Regions from separate parts of the Mus musculus genome. Here all the other regions are linked to region 1. A link is a contact called in public Hi-C and HiChIP or PLAC-seq data. All regions are on one chromosome and are shown on one strand. Each heading gives the region's core, a stretch centred on a gene start, on an enhancer-like site or on the middle of the called end of the contact. The rest is flanking DNA. Distances are from core to core; before and after follow the strand shown. Region 1 has its middle 160 kb from the start of Dmrta1. Region 2 overlaps Mtap (methylthioadenosine phosphorylase). Region 3 has its middle 29 kb from the start of Gm26490. Region 4 has its middle 48 kb from the start of Cdkn2a. Region 5 has its middle 31 kb from the start of Cdkn2a.

Region 1 (2,613 bases), core at 59-2,558:
TGGGAGGTTATTCCTGGTGTGTAGCTAGCCTCTGGCTGTCAGACACAAATATGTCTGAAATTAAGATCAAGGTCTGTGAGCCTTTGAGGGGAAAAATTGAACTCAACTCTGAAAATCCCCCTGGCCATCTGCAAAGGCCACCCTGCAATGAGTGCTGTTTTAACCAGGGTTTATCTTTACAGGTGTTAGGTAGAAGCCTAGACAGCCAGTCAGCCGCTGTGAGTCATCTGGCTGTGGTGAGATTAGAAATTCCTGGAACATGATAAAGAATCCGGAGTGGAGGCAGGAAAGATGAAGGGAAATGCCTTCTGCAGCTCCCGGTTCCCACCGGTTCCCACCATGTGACCTTATGGTCCATAACTTTTGGGTCGATTTGGGCAGTTACCTGCTTGCTTTCTCACCCCCACCCCTTTCCTCCTCCTATTCATTTTTAAATATTTAGTTATTTTATGTATACGTGCCTGAGTGTATGCATATGTTCAAGAGCCCATGGAGGACAGATGAGGTCCTTTGTTCTCCTGGAAGTAGAGTTACAGGTAGTGGTGATCTGCCATGTGGGTGCTGGAAACAGGACCCGGATCCTCTGCAGAGCAGTAAGCACGCAACAACTGAGCCATCTCTAGCACCTCTTCCTTTTCTTTCCCCTTTTATTGACTTTTCAAAGTCAAGAAATCCTATTTCCACTGAATATGTAAATATTCATATTTTAACCAGGAAAGCGCACTATGTGTGTAAAGGTGGTAGATTTAGATACCGTTGAGAAGAAATAGAGGAGGGAAAGATGGGGGGCGAGGGAGGGGAGAACTGGAAAAGACAAGCAGAGGAGCGTCCGGATGGATGAGAATCGGGATGGAGTTGGCGACTCTGACTGCGGACTCAGTAATATTACTGTCTTCTCGTGAAAAAACGAATGAACAGGCTTAGCCGAACAATGGCTTCTTATTTGCAAACGCCGTAAAGAAAACAAAAGCATAATAAAAAATAAATTAAAAACAAAAAACAAAAGCAGTTAGAACCCAATGCATATTCTCTGCGCATTTGAAGTTGCTGCGAGGCAGGGCGGCTTCAAATTGGCCTCTCTTGTTCCCGTTCAGCGTAGGAGGGTCTCCACCCCACCATCCGGCCTTTCCGTACTAAAAGCTGAGATCCGAAGTTTCGGATGCTGTTGCCGGGAACTTCTTTTCACTCAGAGAGCCGTGCTGAGTGCACGGGGTTTTGATCTGTCCCTCGGGGGGAACTCCTGAGTCCCGTGTCCCTGCGAGTTCGCCTCTGAAAGTGCCGAAGTGAGGATTAGTTTGGTGTTGAGGACACCTAGTGGCGGTTTGTTGGTTGTGTTCTTCAAACGGAAAGAAAATCGGCGAAGTTAGCAACCCCGGAGGCAACTTGTCTCTTTTTCCACAACACCTTCACAAAGCAACTAAAGTTTCCCAGAAGCTTCAAGATAAAACGGCGTGGTGGTAGAGTCAGCTAAATTCTCACTTCTGCCTTTTACTGCCGTTAGACCGAATTCTCTCGGCTTAATTCCTTGTAAGGAACACACTGTGCCACACAAGGAAAGCTCTAAGGGCTGCAGAGTGGCCACAACTGGGTCAACTAAACTGATAAGCTGAGAGTCATTTTGAGAGAGACTCAGACATAAGAACTCTATGGTAATAGAAAGAGTCTTTTTTCCCCCCTGCTTTATAATGATTGACTACGCTGTACATTGCTCTTATTGTTTTCTGGGACTACAAGGTGTTAGTAATAAATGTCTCTAAAATAAATGTATAAACAATAGTTGTCCATTGCTGAAAATTCAGCTAATGGAGAATACAAGTTATCATTTTTGAGAGGTTTTCATATTTTCCACCTTCCAGTAAAAATCGATTTTCAAAAATAGGCTGAGCCCAAGATTTAACCATAGGCTGTAGTTTTCTTTTCTTTTTCTTTTTTTTTTTTAACATTTTTTAAAAGATTTATTTATTTATTTATTATATGTAAGTACACTGTAGCTGTCCTCAGACACTCCAGTCAGATCTCGTTAAAGATGGTTGTGAGCCACCATGTGGTTGCTGGGATTTGAACTTCTGACCTTTGGAAGAGCAGTCAGGTGCTCTTACCCACTGAGCCATCTCACCAGCCCAGGTTATAGTTTTCTAACCCCTGGTTTGAGTTGGTAACTCTTTATGCCGGCTCTTTCAAATAAGAGAAAATTTAGTGTGATGCAATTCGTGTAAAAATAAATAAAATTTAAGGTTAATTCATTTCGTTTAAAATTCACTTTATGTAATCTAGAATGTAATTTTCTTAAACAATACTTTTATTTATTTTTTTAAATCAATTTATTCTTTCATATCCCAACCACAGTATTTTCCCTCTCTTCTCTCTTCCCAGTCTCTCCTCCCTCCCCAACCACTACTACTCAGTTTCCCTTCAGAAAATGGACGGGCTCTCTGGGATAGCAATTAACCGTGGCATATCAAGTTTCAGTAAGGCTAGGTACCTACCTCTCCTCCTATTAAGGGTGGACAAGGTGAACCAGTCGAAGGACAAGGGTCTCAAAGGCAGGCAAGAGCTTCAGAAACAGCCCCAACTTCCTCTGTTAGGAGTTCTACAAGAACACTAAGTTACATA
Region 2 (2,613 bases), core at 48-2,547, 360 kb before region 1:
CTATCTTTTGTGGAAAAGGAGTACCCAGGAAGGGAAGACAACATTATTGGCTGAAGACTCGGGGCTATCTGGATTCCTCACTAGCATGGAGAACTCCAGATGTTATGCCCAAGGTCCTCAGTTAGGTGTCCTGGTTACCTGTTCTAGAACAAGGAGCAGCTGTACCCTACTGGTCTCAGGTCTCTGAGGTCCTCCAGATCTGAGCTCAATCAACCTTGCCTTTTTTTTTTTTTTTTTTGGGGGGGGGGGGGGGTGTTGGTTTGGGTTTTTTTTTTTTTTTTTTTTTTTTTTTTTTTATCTGCATTTATTTTATGTTGAATTTATTCCCATGCCATGAGATTTTGTTTCTTCAGTTTTTTCTGGGATATCTCTTTCTTCTATACAACCTCCTCTTCGGGCTTTGGAACGATCTGTTCCTTCACAATGAGGATCATCTCAGTGTGGCTAGGGAGCTCATGTATGGGTTAATCGAGCCATGAGCTCTGCTCTATAGGTTCGTCGGTGTGTCTTAAGTTCCTTGTTCACCTGGATATGTTGAATAACTAGACAATCTACATCGAAACCGGAAGTTCAGCATTACTTTATGCATTTTAAAGCATGTGCAGCAAAAATTTAGCACTCTTTCCAGAATGGCACACATTGCTTCTTTAAAGTGACATCCTTCAGCCTCTTGGTGGCTTTGCCGCTATGAGGCTATGCATACCCTTGCTGTCCTGGGCAATTTCTCAGATGTTCTTAAACTGAATGAAGGTTTGAAACTCTAGATTTGCATGATTTTGTCGGATGTTCTGCGGCAAGAGAGTAGCAAACCATCTTCACAGGTCACGCCTGGCCGCTTACAGGAAAAGGCCTTGCCAGTTCCTTATAACTGGTAGCACGGTCCTATGTACTGTACATTCCTGTGGGTAGGGACATTTCTCTTTCATCCTGCCACCTGTGGGGGTGGGCAGCTGACACAGAGGAGTCGATGTAACTTCCCTCCTGACTCTGGCTTTGCTATGTGGATAAAGAGAGCTTAGCTGTTCTCAGGGCTCCAGTTGGACTTTTAGATGGTGAATTTTTTACATGCTTTGATCCCAGCATCTTCTGATCTTCAGTGTCACTTTGCCACTTATAGATAAAGCAGCAAGTGTATGGACCCCCAGCTGCTTGCTAAGGGGTCTACAGTTACTTCCTCACCAAATGCTAACAGTTCTTTTTACAAATATCTTTGATTATGCAGTGGCCTCTCAACCGCACAGGATCTATGATGAGGTGCCTCATGAAGTCAGAGACGAGAGATAGATGCCTCCTCCCTGCTGTGGTTTGGCACGGGCCTTGTGTAAACAGGCCAGATTCTAAGAAGAGCCTTGGCCGAGTTTAGAAGCATAGTTGTTTGGATTGCTTAGCCTTTCTCTTGTTACTTATCAGCTTTGTAGCTTATACTTACTTCTTAAAGGTTCGTTGTAGAGTGTTGCATAGGGGGCCTTCTCCTGGGGGACTCTGCTGGCTTCTCCCCAATGTTGACACACTCTATTGTCTCTTCCTGAATTTCTGGGCACACCTGGTCCCTCCATTTAACACCATGACCAAAAGGCAGGTTGTGGAGGAAAAGGTTTATTTAGATTACACATTTAGATAATAATTCATCTTTGGAGGAGATTGGGACAAGAATTCAAGCAGGGCTGGAACTTGGAGGCAGAAGCTGATGCAGGGTCACGGAGGGGCGCTGCTTACTTCCTTGCTCTTCATGGCTTGCTCAGCCTGCTTTCTTTTAGAACCCAGGATCACCACCAGCCCACCTACCGTGGACTGGGCCTTCCCCACGATTAGTGAGGGGAAAAATTGAGAAATTGCTTTGCAGCTGGACCTCATGGATGCATTTTCTCAACTGAGGCACTGATGAATCTAACTTGGGTCAAGTTGACACACAAAACCCACCAGTACAGATACTATTTTAGATCCTGTTGTTTGGGTAGAGGAAATGTAATACAGCCATCCCATTCGAGAGGCTGAGGTCCCAGGGGCAGGGACTTCCGGCAATGTCTTCATGTATCCTTTCTTCCTGTGCCATCAATATCTGCTGCATCACTGAAGTCATTGATTGGACAGGAAGGAAGGATATATGTAGAAATTGTGGGTGTGAGTCTTTATTTTAAACTTAAAACAAAATTCATAGAGACAGAGTAACTTCTGTGACTCAAAATACCAGGTCAAGCAATGCCTGCCCTTCAGTATCCTTACCTGTTAATGTAAGAGTTCTGCGGGTATTGGGTTCTGATATGTTCCTTCTCAAGCTTTTTGGTTGGTTGGTTGTTTTTTTTTTTTTTTTCCCAGCTTGTCCTCTTGCAGGAAGAATAGGAGAGGCCTGGGTTTGCTCTCGCTCTGACTCATCAGGAAAGTCCCGCACTAAATACATGGGCTGATATGATAGATGATGCCTATGTATTTCACCCTCCTCCTCCTAGAGACACAGCCCTACCTTGGGCTTCCCCGGTGATGTCATCGTTGAAGGCTGAGGTCTTGTAGGGGTGTGCTCTGGTGTCCACACAGGTCTTCTTTCATCTTGAGTGTGTCCACTAGAGTCTAACGGTTAGAAACGGACTCCTGAGCGAGATGACTTGCACCTGGGAC
Region 3 (2,613 bases), core at 62-2,561, 310 kb before region 1:
TTTCATAGTATGTATACATTTTTTTAACATCCATTCATCCTTGTTGACAGATATTTAGATTGTTTCTATTTCCTGGATATTGTGAATAGGGCAATAATGAACACAGCTAAGCAAGTATCTGTGGAGTAGCATGGGTTTATGCCAAAGAATGATATGTGTTACATGATAAATATATATCTTAAAGGAAGTTAACTCCACTTGGGGTTACAGTGCTCCTCAAAAGAATCATAGGTCAACAAAAGTCCCAGTTCCAGGCATAAGAAACTTCCTTTCAAATTGCTGGTCAGGGTAGTCTAAGTGATTTGTAAAACATTATAGATGTAGTTCTGATGCCTCTCAAGGGTTGAGTTTGGGCCCCTATTGTGCCCTATTGTTGAATATGCCACACACTTAAGACACAGGACTCAAATTGATCTAGATTTTATTGAAAGCTTCTTTCCTACAGTCTAGCTTCCATGGTTCCAGAAAATACTTTGCAAGTTGTCAAGGAAGGGGAAACAATTAAACAGCCCTATCCAGCCCCAACACTTGTCAGGACAATTACATGCATGGCAATAAAGGTGTGATAAGTGACATTCACATATTGGTGGCAACTAACAGCTGTCTAATTGGAGTTAACTACCTAACAAGAGGGAAACCATACCTGGTAGTCCATTACCACCTCTTTACTAGACCAGCATAATTCCTTACCACATTGTAGATCTTATATTTATACTTACAGATAAGTTGTAGCTCCCATCCATCATTCAAAGAAGTGTCTCTTTACAACAAATGGAGACTATCACAGAAAACCACCACTGAGCACAATGCAGAGACCAGCAGATCATGGGGAGCCCAGCCCCAATGGATACATCTACATCATAATATGGTAGCATTATTTGAAAAGAAAAAAAAAGACTACGTTATTTCACTTATATGAGCTAGCTGAATTATTATAGCCAGATTTGCAGACGCAGGAATAGAATGGTTGTTGCCAAGGCTTTGAGGAGATACAAATGGGATTTGATATTCAATGAGAATAGGTTTTTCATTCCTCAGAATGAAAACATTCTGGAGAAAGAGCTGTAACATAGTGTGTTTGCTCTGTTTCTCATTGATGTGACCAAATATCAGCAAGAAACAGCTACGGGAGGATTCATTTTGGCTCATGGCATAGAATATGCTCCATCGAGATAGGGAAGGTCTGATGAGGGTGCTTACTCACACCTGGGTGGATCAGGAAACAGAAAGAGCTGAGTTTTGCTGATCAGACGGCCTTTCCTCTTTCTCTTCTTATACAATCTTGAAACCCAGCCCACAGTTGTACAAGAAGAGGAAGAGGAAATCCACAGTTGTAGGATGTGCAGGCCACAATCAGGGTGTCTTCCCCTCTCTGTTAATCTTTATAGAAATGCCATTACAGACACACCAAAAGTTTTGGTTTGCTAATTTTCTAGTCATCCTTTAACCCAATCAGGATAATAGACCTTAGCACAACTGACTCCATGGTAGAAGCACCATTCAGGCCACACATCTCAGCACATAGCATCACCAGCCAAAACTAAAACAAAGACCTAATCCATGAAAGCCCATAGTTTGAGGAAAGTCTCTAAATGTGCTTACATTGCTATTTGAGTTCTATAATTCTCCTTCTGGCTAATTGTCCTTGCTAACTGAGGAGTATAAACCGAGGACATGTTGTTGTTGTTTATTTGTTTTTTGTTGTGTGTGTGTGTGTGCTTTAAAGCTCACCCTGAGAATGGCTTAGGGCTCTACTGGGATCCAAATAACCCATTATGGTCCCCAGTGGGCTAATAAAGACTTTCTATTGACTGAAACACATGTCTGAGCAGTCTTCTCTGATGAACACCCCACAAGTGTACAGTAGAGCTCTGCTAAATTGAACGTGGTTAAAATGGTATATCTGGGGGGTGGAGACAATGTTCAGTAACAGAGCACTTGCCTAGCCTGTCCTTAGACCCTAGCCCCAATACTGCACTGTGTGTGTTCTGTCATACTTAAGTCATGTTTTCTATACAATAATTAGAAAATATTCATTCTTATTTTAGCAGCCTAATTTATTGTTTTATTCATTAATTTAATTATTATTTTTTCCAAGAACAATTTTAGTAGATATTTTCTTCATTTACATTTCAAATGCTATCCCAAAAGTTATATTTTGCATATTATGCTCAACAAGTTTTTTTATTAGATATTTTCTTTATTTACATTTCAAATGTTATCCCCTTTCCTAGTTTTCCCTCCGAAAAATCTCCTATACCCTCCCCCTCTCCCTGCTCCCCAACCCCATTCGTGGCCCTGGCATTCCCCTATACTGGGGCATAGAGCCTTCACAGGACCAAGGGCCTCTTTTCCCATTGATGACCGACTAGGTCATCCTCTGCTACATATATAGCTATAGCCACAAGTTCCACCATGTGTTTTCTTTGATTGGTGGTATAGTTCCAAGGAGCTCTGGGGGTAATGGTTTATTCATATTGATGTTCCTCCTTCAGTCCCCTTCAGCTCCCTGGGTATTTCTCTGGCTCCTTCATTGGGGACCTTGGCTCAACAAGTTTTAAAATAAATATAGCTGAGGCTTTATCCTCTAACTATAATACAAAGTAAAATTTA
Region 4 (2,613 bases), core at 56-2,555, 290 kb before region 1:
AGATGGCTGAGCAGGTAGGAACACTGACTGCTCTTCCGAAGATCTTGAGTTCAAATCCCAGCAACCACATGGTGGCTCACAACCACCCATGATGAAATCTGATGCCCTCTTCTGGTGCAAATGAAGACAGCTACAGTGTACTTATGTAATAAATAAATCTTTGGGCCTGAGTGAGCACAGTTGATGGAAGGGAGCAGGGCTGACCAGATAGAGCAGAAGTCATAAAAATTCAATTCCCAACAACCAAATGAAGGCTCACAACCATCTGTACAGCTACAGTGTATTCATATAGATAAAATAAATAAATCTTTTTTTTAAAAAAAAGATAACAAACTGTTACTTGTACAAATATGGACTTTAGGACCCAACTGTATTTCATACAATCATATATCAGTAAACATGTGCTTATCTACTTGTTTTAGTAAGTGCATTTAAAACATTAATATATTCAGATTTCCTGGATCAATTTAACTTGATCAATAATAATATTCCAAATGTTGTTTTGCATGACTACATGTAGTAAACCTTCTTTCTGAATTAACCATCTAGAACAGCATTATTTCTAAGAAAAGAAATGGAACACATCCTACTTACTTTAAAATAAATCAGCCACTACATGAGAAAAAAAATTAAAATTCCCACAAAACTTTATATACATAAAGTTTTGAACTTTATGCATATGGGTATTTTTGCCTATGTGTATAACTATGCACTAGATATGCCTGGTGCCCACAGAGGCCAGAAGGAGGCATTGGGAACCCTGCAACTGGAGTTAGAGACTATATAATAACCATGTGGATGCTGGTAATCGAACTAGGATGCCTGGAAGAGCAGCCAGTGCTCTTAACTGCTAAGCCATTTCTTGTAGGACCGTGAAAGGCAGCCTGATTCCTGGTTGAGCTAAGGCTAGAAACCCTGGTGACCCTAAAGAGACGGAAGGCGTTTTGACCCTATCAACCCTCCAATTTCTCAGCCCCCCCCAAACATAAAAGTTTAAATGATAAAAGTACATATGAAAAATAATTAAAATGGTAAACTGCAAATATGATTCTAAAGAAAGCTATGATGAAAATTAACTCAGCGAGACACACAAATGTCCTCAGACAGGATTCTGCTACTCTCTCTCTAGCACAATGACTGCGCTAAGGAAGATGCCTGTGTCTTGGGTGTTGCCTGCTTTGTTAGATTTCTATCATACGCTATTTTAGAAGGTGTTATTGCCGGGTAACTGGCCTACCCCTGGCCTGTCCCAAAACCTGAGACTTGGAAACCCCTGGTCCAGTGACTCAGCATTAATGGCCAAGTACTACTTCCAGCACACTGTACTTTTCCACTAGCTCACTGCGCATGTGCTGAACTAGCTCACTGCGCATGCTCCGAAGACCCTATAAACGCCTGCCCCTCAACCTAACCCACTGTAGTCTCTCTTCCAGTTCAGAAGCAGCCACCTTAAAGTGTCTCGCCCAATAAATCTCCTGTGTGAGGTTTGTTGCATAGTGTGACTTTATGATATTCCTTAGCTCCAAACTGCCAAGATGCCCTTGTGCTGGAAAACCCCTTTTCCATTATATTTAGGGTAGTGCTGCCAGAGATCATGGGTAAGGCATGTGTAGGCTTGCTTCAGAATAATAATCCTTGGATGTTGTGATTGTTAGTCTGCTGAAACATGTGAGTCAGAGAGAGAATGAACATATCTCACGTCCAATTTTGCACCAATATCTAGAATATCTTTGATGGTAACCTGAGATGTGAAATTTAAAAACTGATCAGAAGAGTAATTGGAGAGGACCGAGCTAGAAAACACGGGGAAAGCAAGTCCTTTACACTGTACTCATTTCTTCCCAGGACACTCTGGACTCCTCTGTGCATTTTTCTGAAAAACACCTCCCCCTTGTCCTTGCCCCAGGAGCCCTAGGCATCGTATATGAATCACTGTCTACCATTAGCACAGACATTACTTAGTAACCGTGCAACAGTCTGAAGAAAGTACCCTGGTTCAGAGAGTTATCGAATTCCTGAAATCGCTTAATCACTCTTTAATCGTATGGCATGTTCTTTCAAGTCACAGAATTCCCTCCAACTTGAACTGTCTCCTCCAGGAGGGAAGGGGTGGACCATCAGCCTCCTGTGGTAAGCAGGTGGTAAACACAAGGTCACATGTTCAGAAGAACAAAAACTAGGAAGATTCTTGACTCTTGAGGACATTGGTGCCATTGTTATGTCTTTGGTCTGTCATAGGCTCCTTTTCTGGGTTGCATAGGTGTGTGTGTGTGTGTGTGTGTGTGTGTGTGTGTGTGTGTGTGTGTGTGTGTTTGTTTTGCATTACCCCAGGAAAAGTCTGTCACACAACACTAATGTTCAATAAGAATTAAAAACAACAACAACGTTTTTATTAGTTTTTTGAGAATTTCATACAATGTATTTTTTTTATTTTTGAGAGTATAATACAATTACAATATTTTCTCTTCACCTTTCTCCCTCCAAACCCTACCATATGCCCCTTCCCCCTCTCCTTCTAACTCATGGCATCTTTTGTCATAAATTGTTATTGTATGCATTCCTAAATACAACCAGCTCAGTCCATCTAATGTTATTTGTATGTATGTTTTCAGG
Region 5 (2,613 bases), core at 47-2,546, 270 kb before region 1:
TGGTCTTCCATCCTTGTCATAGAGCTAGAGAAGTAATCCCATTCCCAGATCAGCAGTGTTGGAGAATGCTTTGAGGCAAGCATGCTTAGATCCAAAATAAGGGTCATAGGAAGCAGCCCTGCCTCCATAGCCAGTTTCTCAAACAACATATGACAATTCACCAATGCATCATACATTACAAATTACATAGCTTTTCATACTATTATTAGAAACATCATCCATTGAAACAAAATTGTTGTACAAAGTATAAGGCTTGAGTCCAAGCTCACTTTTCTGTCTCTGGATAGCTAATTTTCCTAGCACCATTTACTGAAAAACTGTCTTACCTCCTTCAAGTTTTACACTTTTGTTTTACATAAGTTGAAGATGTTTACATGATTGTCTATTCCTGTCAATCTTTCTTACACCACCACCACCACCACCACCATCTGTTCTTTAGTATCAACATTGTATAATTTATCTTAAAATTAGGCAGACAGAGCCATGCCAATTTTTTCAACTTTTAAAAGATTTAATTATTTTATTTTATATATATTAGTGTTTTGCCTTCACTATGTATGTTTACCATGGTGTACTGACTAGTTTTGTGTAAACTTGACACAGGCTGGAGTTATCACAGAGAAAGGAGCTTCAGTTGGGGAAACGCCTCCACAAGAGCCAACTCTAAGGCATTTTCTCATTTAGTGATCAAGGGGAAAGGCCCCTTGTGGGTGGGACCATCTCTGGGCTGGCAGTCTTGGGTTCTATAAGAGAGCAGGTTGAGCAAGCCAGGGGAAGCAAGCCAGTAAAGAACATCTCTCCACGGCCTCTGCTTCAGCTCCTACTTCCTGACCTGCTTGAGTTCCAGTCCTGACATCCTTTGGTGATTAACAGCAAAGTGGAAAATGTAAGCTGAATAAACCCTTTCCTCACCAACTGCTTCTTGGTTATGATGTTTTGTCCAGGAATAGGAACCCTGACTAAGACACATGATTATGCCCACAGAGATCAGAAGAAGTCATCGGGTTTCCTGGAACTAGAGTTTACAGGGAGTTTATGAGCCACCATGTGGGTGCTGGGCACACCCAGGTCTCTAGCAAAAGCAACTCTAAACCAACTCTCTCAAGATTGTTTTTGATGGTCTGAAACCTTAAATTTACATATAACCATTAAAGAACAATCTTTATCTATTTCTATTTTAGCTTACTATAATAAGATATATTTCTTATTATATCTCAGTAGAATAAGTAGAATGTAGTAGCTTGTGTTCTCATGCTAATTATGTTACCCAAAACCCAGTGTCCCACATGTAGGCTAAAGGAAGCCTGCCCCCAATTGGCTGTGTTTGAGAAATAAAGTTGCCAGTGGCTAATGGCGGGCATGGAGACTTTTAGGATTCCCAGACAAGAAACCCAGGAGAGGGAAGAGGGAGTCTGCCATGAGAAGGGCAACGGATGGAGCACACCAGGAAGAATGAGGGTGAGATGGCCAATATATAGGTGCAAAAGGAAAGTGTCGAGCCAGGCGTGGTGGTGCACGTCTTTAATCTTAGCACTTAGGAGGCAGAGGCAGGGGGATTTCTGAGTTTGAAGCCAGCCTGGTCTACAAAGTCAGTTCCAGGACAGCCAGGGCTACTCAGAGAAACCCTGTCTCGAAAAACAAACAAACAAACAAAACAAAACAAAACAAAACAAAAACAAAAACAAAAAAAATGGGAAGCGGCCCCAAGAAGGGCTGCCCAGAAGGGTCCATGGGCAACAAAGATAAAATATAGATTTAGTACGTATTAATTCAGAGATATTAAAGGGAGAGTGTATTAGCCACCTGAACCCAAGGGATTAGCCCAGCCATTGAGCGAGCTAAGACATAGTAAAATATAAAGTGTGTGTGTGTGTGTGTGTGTGTGTGTGTGTGTGTGTGTGTGTTTCCATCTGGGATCCAGAACATTGGGGTGGGTGGCTAGGAGCAGCGCGTGCATCCTCTGGGAGTTTAGAGCGCTCTAATTATTTACTGCAACAGTATAATATATATACTTGGTATAATAAGTCTTTTATCTACCAACATGGCACCTCTGTCCAGTTATTTCAGTCTACTTTACTTAGTATTGTTTAATATTTATCATAAAAGTCCACATGCATGTTTTACTAGATTTATAACTTTGTGACTTCTAAGTAACTACACACCTTAATGCATTTTCAATTTTTCTGTCATCAGTGTTAATTGCTCATATATAGAAATAAAATTTGTTTTTATATGTTTACCTTGTTTCTTTTCAGCTACTTCTCCAGCACAATATCTGACTGTGAGCTGTCATGGTACCTACCACGGTGACAATGGAAAAAACCTCTGAAACCATAAACAAGCCCCAAGCAAATGCTGTGCAGTTATGGTGTCCCTTCACAACAATAAAACACTGAGTAAGATAGATGCCTCATTAATATCTACATGGAAATGATAAGTAGGTAGCCAGGTGTGAAAGTCATGTATTCTCAAGTCTGAGATAGAGACAGAAATTAGTGTATGGTGCATAAAAGGAAAACGTTTTCTGCCATATTGTGGCACAAGACTGAAGGACATCACAAAAGAATGCTGTGCAGAGAAGAGAGCAAGACTTGCTGTGAGTGTCCCCTTATT

The links. HiChIP or PLAC-seq counts read pairs in DNA pulled down with a chosen protein or histone mark. Hi-C and Micro-C count contacts between places; a contact is called where the count stands out from the background.
Region 2: an H3K27ac HiChIP or PLAC-seq map of embryonic fibroblasts shows a contact between it and region 1, with 18 read pairs. The contact joins two enhancer-like sites. A contact is called at or near these places in 4 of 39 promoter capture datasets (3T3-L1-derived adipocytes, cranial neural crest, embryonic stem cells and 1 more), 3 of 15 datasets of contacts at CTCF or cohesin (CD8 T cells, the NIH/3T3 cell line and pro-B cells), 33 of 484 Hi-C or Micro-C datasets (B cells, the C2C12 cell line, the F1.1 cell line and 18 more), 22 of 115 datasets of contacts at active chromatin or transcription factors (CD8 T cells, acute myeloid leukemia, bone marrow-derived macrophages and 13 more) and 2 of 9 other capture datasets (adipose tissue and bone marrow-derived macrophages).
Region 3: a CTCF HiChIP or PLAC-seq map of CD8 T cells shows a contact between it and region 1, with 5 read pairs. The contact joins two enhancer-like sites. A contact is called at or near these places in 1 of 15 datasets of contacts at CTCF or cohesin (CD8 T cells), 1 of 484 Hi-C or Micro-C datasets (nephron progenitors) and 2 of 115 datasets of contacts at active chromatin or transcription factors (CD8 T cells and effector CD8 T cells).
Region 4: a contact with region 1 is called in an H3K27ac HiChIP or PLAC-seq map of the NIH/3T3 cell line, with 10 times the contacts expected there. The contact joins two enhancer-like sites. A contact is called at or near these places in 1 of 15 datasets of contacts at CTCF or cohesin (the NIH/3T3 cell line), 1 of 484 Hi-C or Micro-C datasets (the Ba/F3 cell line) and 3 of 115 datasets of contacts at active chromatin or transcription factors (the NIH/3T3 cell line, bone marrow-derived macrophages and stem cell-derived neural progenitor cells).
Region 5: a contact with region 1 is called in a Hi-C map of the Ba/F3 cell line, with 4 times the contacts expected there. The contact joins two enhancer-like sites. A contact is called at or near these places in 1 of 15 datasets of contacts at CTCF or cohesin (the NIH/3T3 cell line), 3 of 484 Hi-C or Micro-C datasets (the Ba/F3 cell line, bone marrow-derived macrophages and nephron progenitors) and 5 of 115 datasets of contacts at active chromatin or transcription factors (CD8 T cells, bone marrow-derived macrophages, embryonic stem cells and 2 more).

What each region holds. Positions count from the first base shown.
Region 1 is chr4:89,523,578-89,526,190 of GRCm38.p6, forward strand. No RefSeq gene overlaps it. Among named protein-coding and RNA genes, the nearest start is that of Dmrta1, 160 kb to the right of the region's middle. Within about 2 kb of position 1,309, at least 93 of the 459 cell types and tissues checked have an H3K27ac peak or open chromatin away from gene starts, as enhancers often do. A contact at or near this core is called in the Ba/F3 cell line, the C2C12 cell line, CD8 T cells and 5 more, where this site is marked.
Region 2 is chr4:89,161,379-89,163,991 of GRCm38.p6, forward strand. All of the region lies in intron 4 of Mtap (methylthioadenosine phosphorylase), which reads left to right. It also overlaps the pseudogene Gm12607. Among named protein-coding and RNA genes, the nearest start is that of Gm26490, 20 kb to the right of the region's middle. Within about 2 kb of position 1,298, at least 66 of the 459 cell types and tissues checked have an H3K27ac peak or open chromatin away from gene starts, as enhancers often do. A contact at or near this core is called in the C2C12 cell line, the MC38 cell line, the NIH/3T3 cell line and 3 more, where this site is marked.
Region 3 is chr4:89,211,135-89,213,747 of GRCm38.p6, forward strand. No RefSeq gene overlaps it. Among named protein-coding and RNA genes, the nearest start is that of Gm26490, 29 kb to the left of the region's middle. Within about 2 kb of position 1,312, at least 26 of the 459 cell types and tissues checked have an H3K27ac peak or open chromatin away from gene starts, as enhancers often do. A contact at or near this core is called in CD8 T cells, where this site is marked.
Region 4 is chr4:89,233,331-89,235,943 of GRCm38.p6, forward strand. No RefSeq gene overlaps it. Among named protein-coding and RNA genes, the nearest start is that of Cdkn2a, 48 kb to the right of the region's middle. Within about 2 kb of position 1,306, at least 11 of the 459 cell types and tissues checked have an H3K27ac peak or open chromatin away from gene starts, as enhancers often do. A contact at or near this core is called in the NIH/3T3 cell line, where this site is marked.
Region 5 is chr4:89,249,630-89,252,242 of GRCm38.p6, forward strand. No RefSeq gene overlaps it. Among named protein-coding and RNA genes, the nearest start is that of Cdkn2a, 31 kb to the right of the region's middle. Within about 2 kb of position 1,297, at least 2 of the 459 cell types and tissues checked have an H3K27ac peak or open chromatin away from gene starts, as enhancers often do. A contact at or near this core is called in the Ba/F3 cell line, where this site is marked.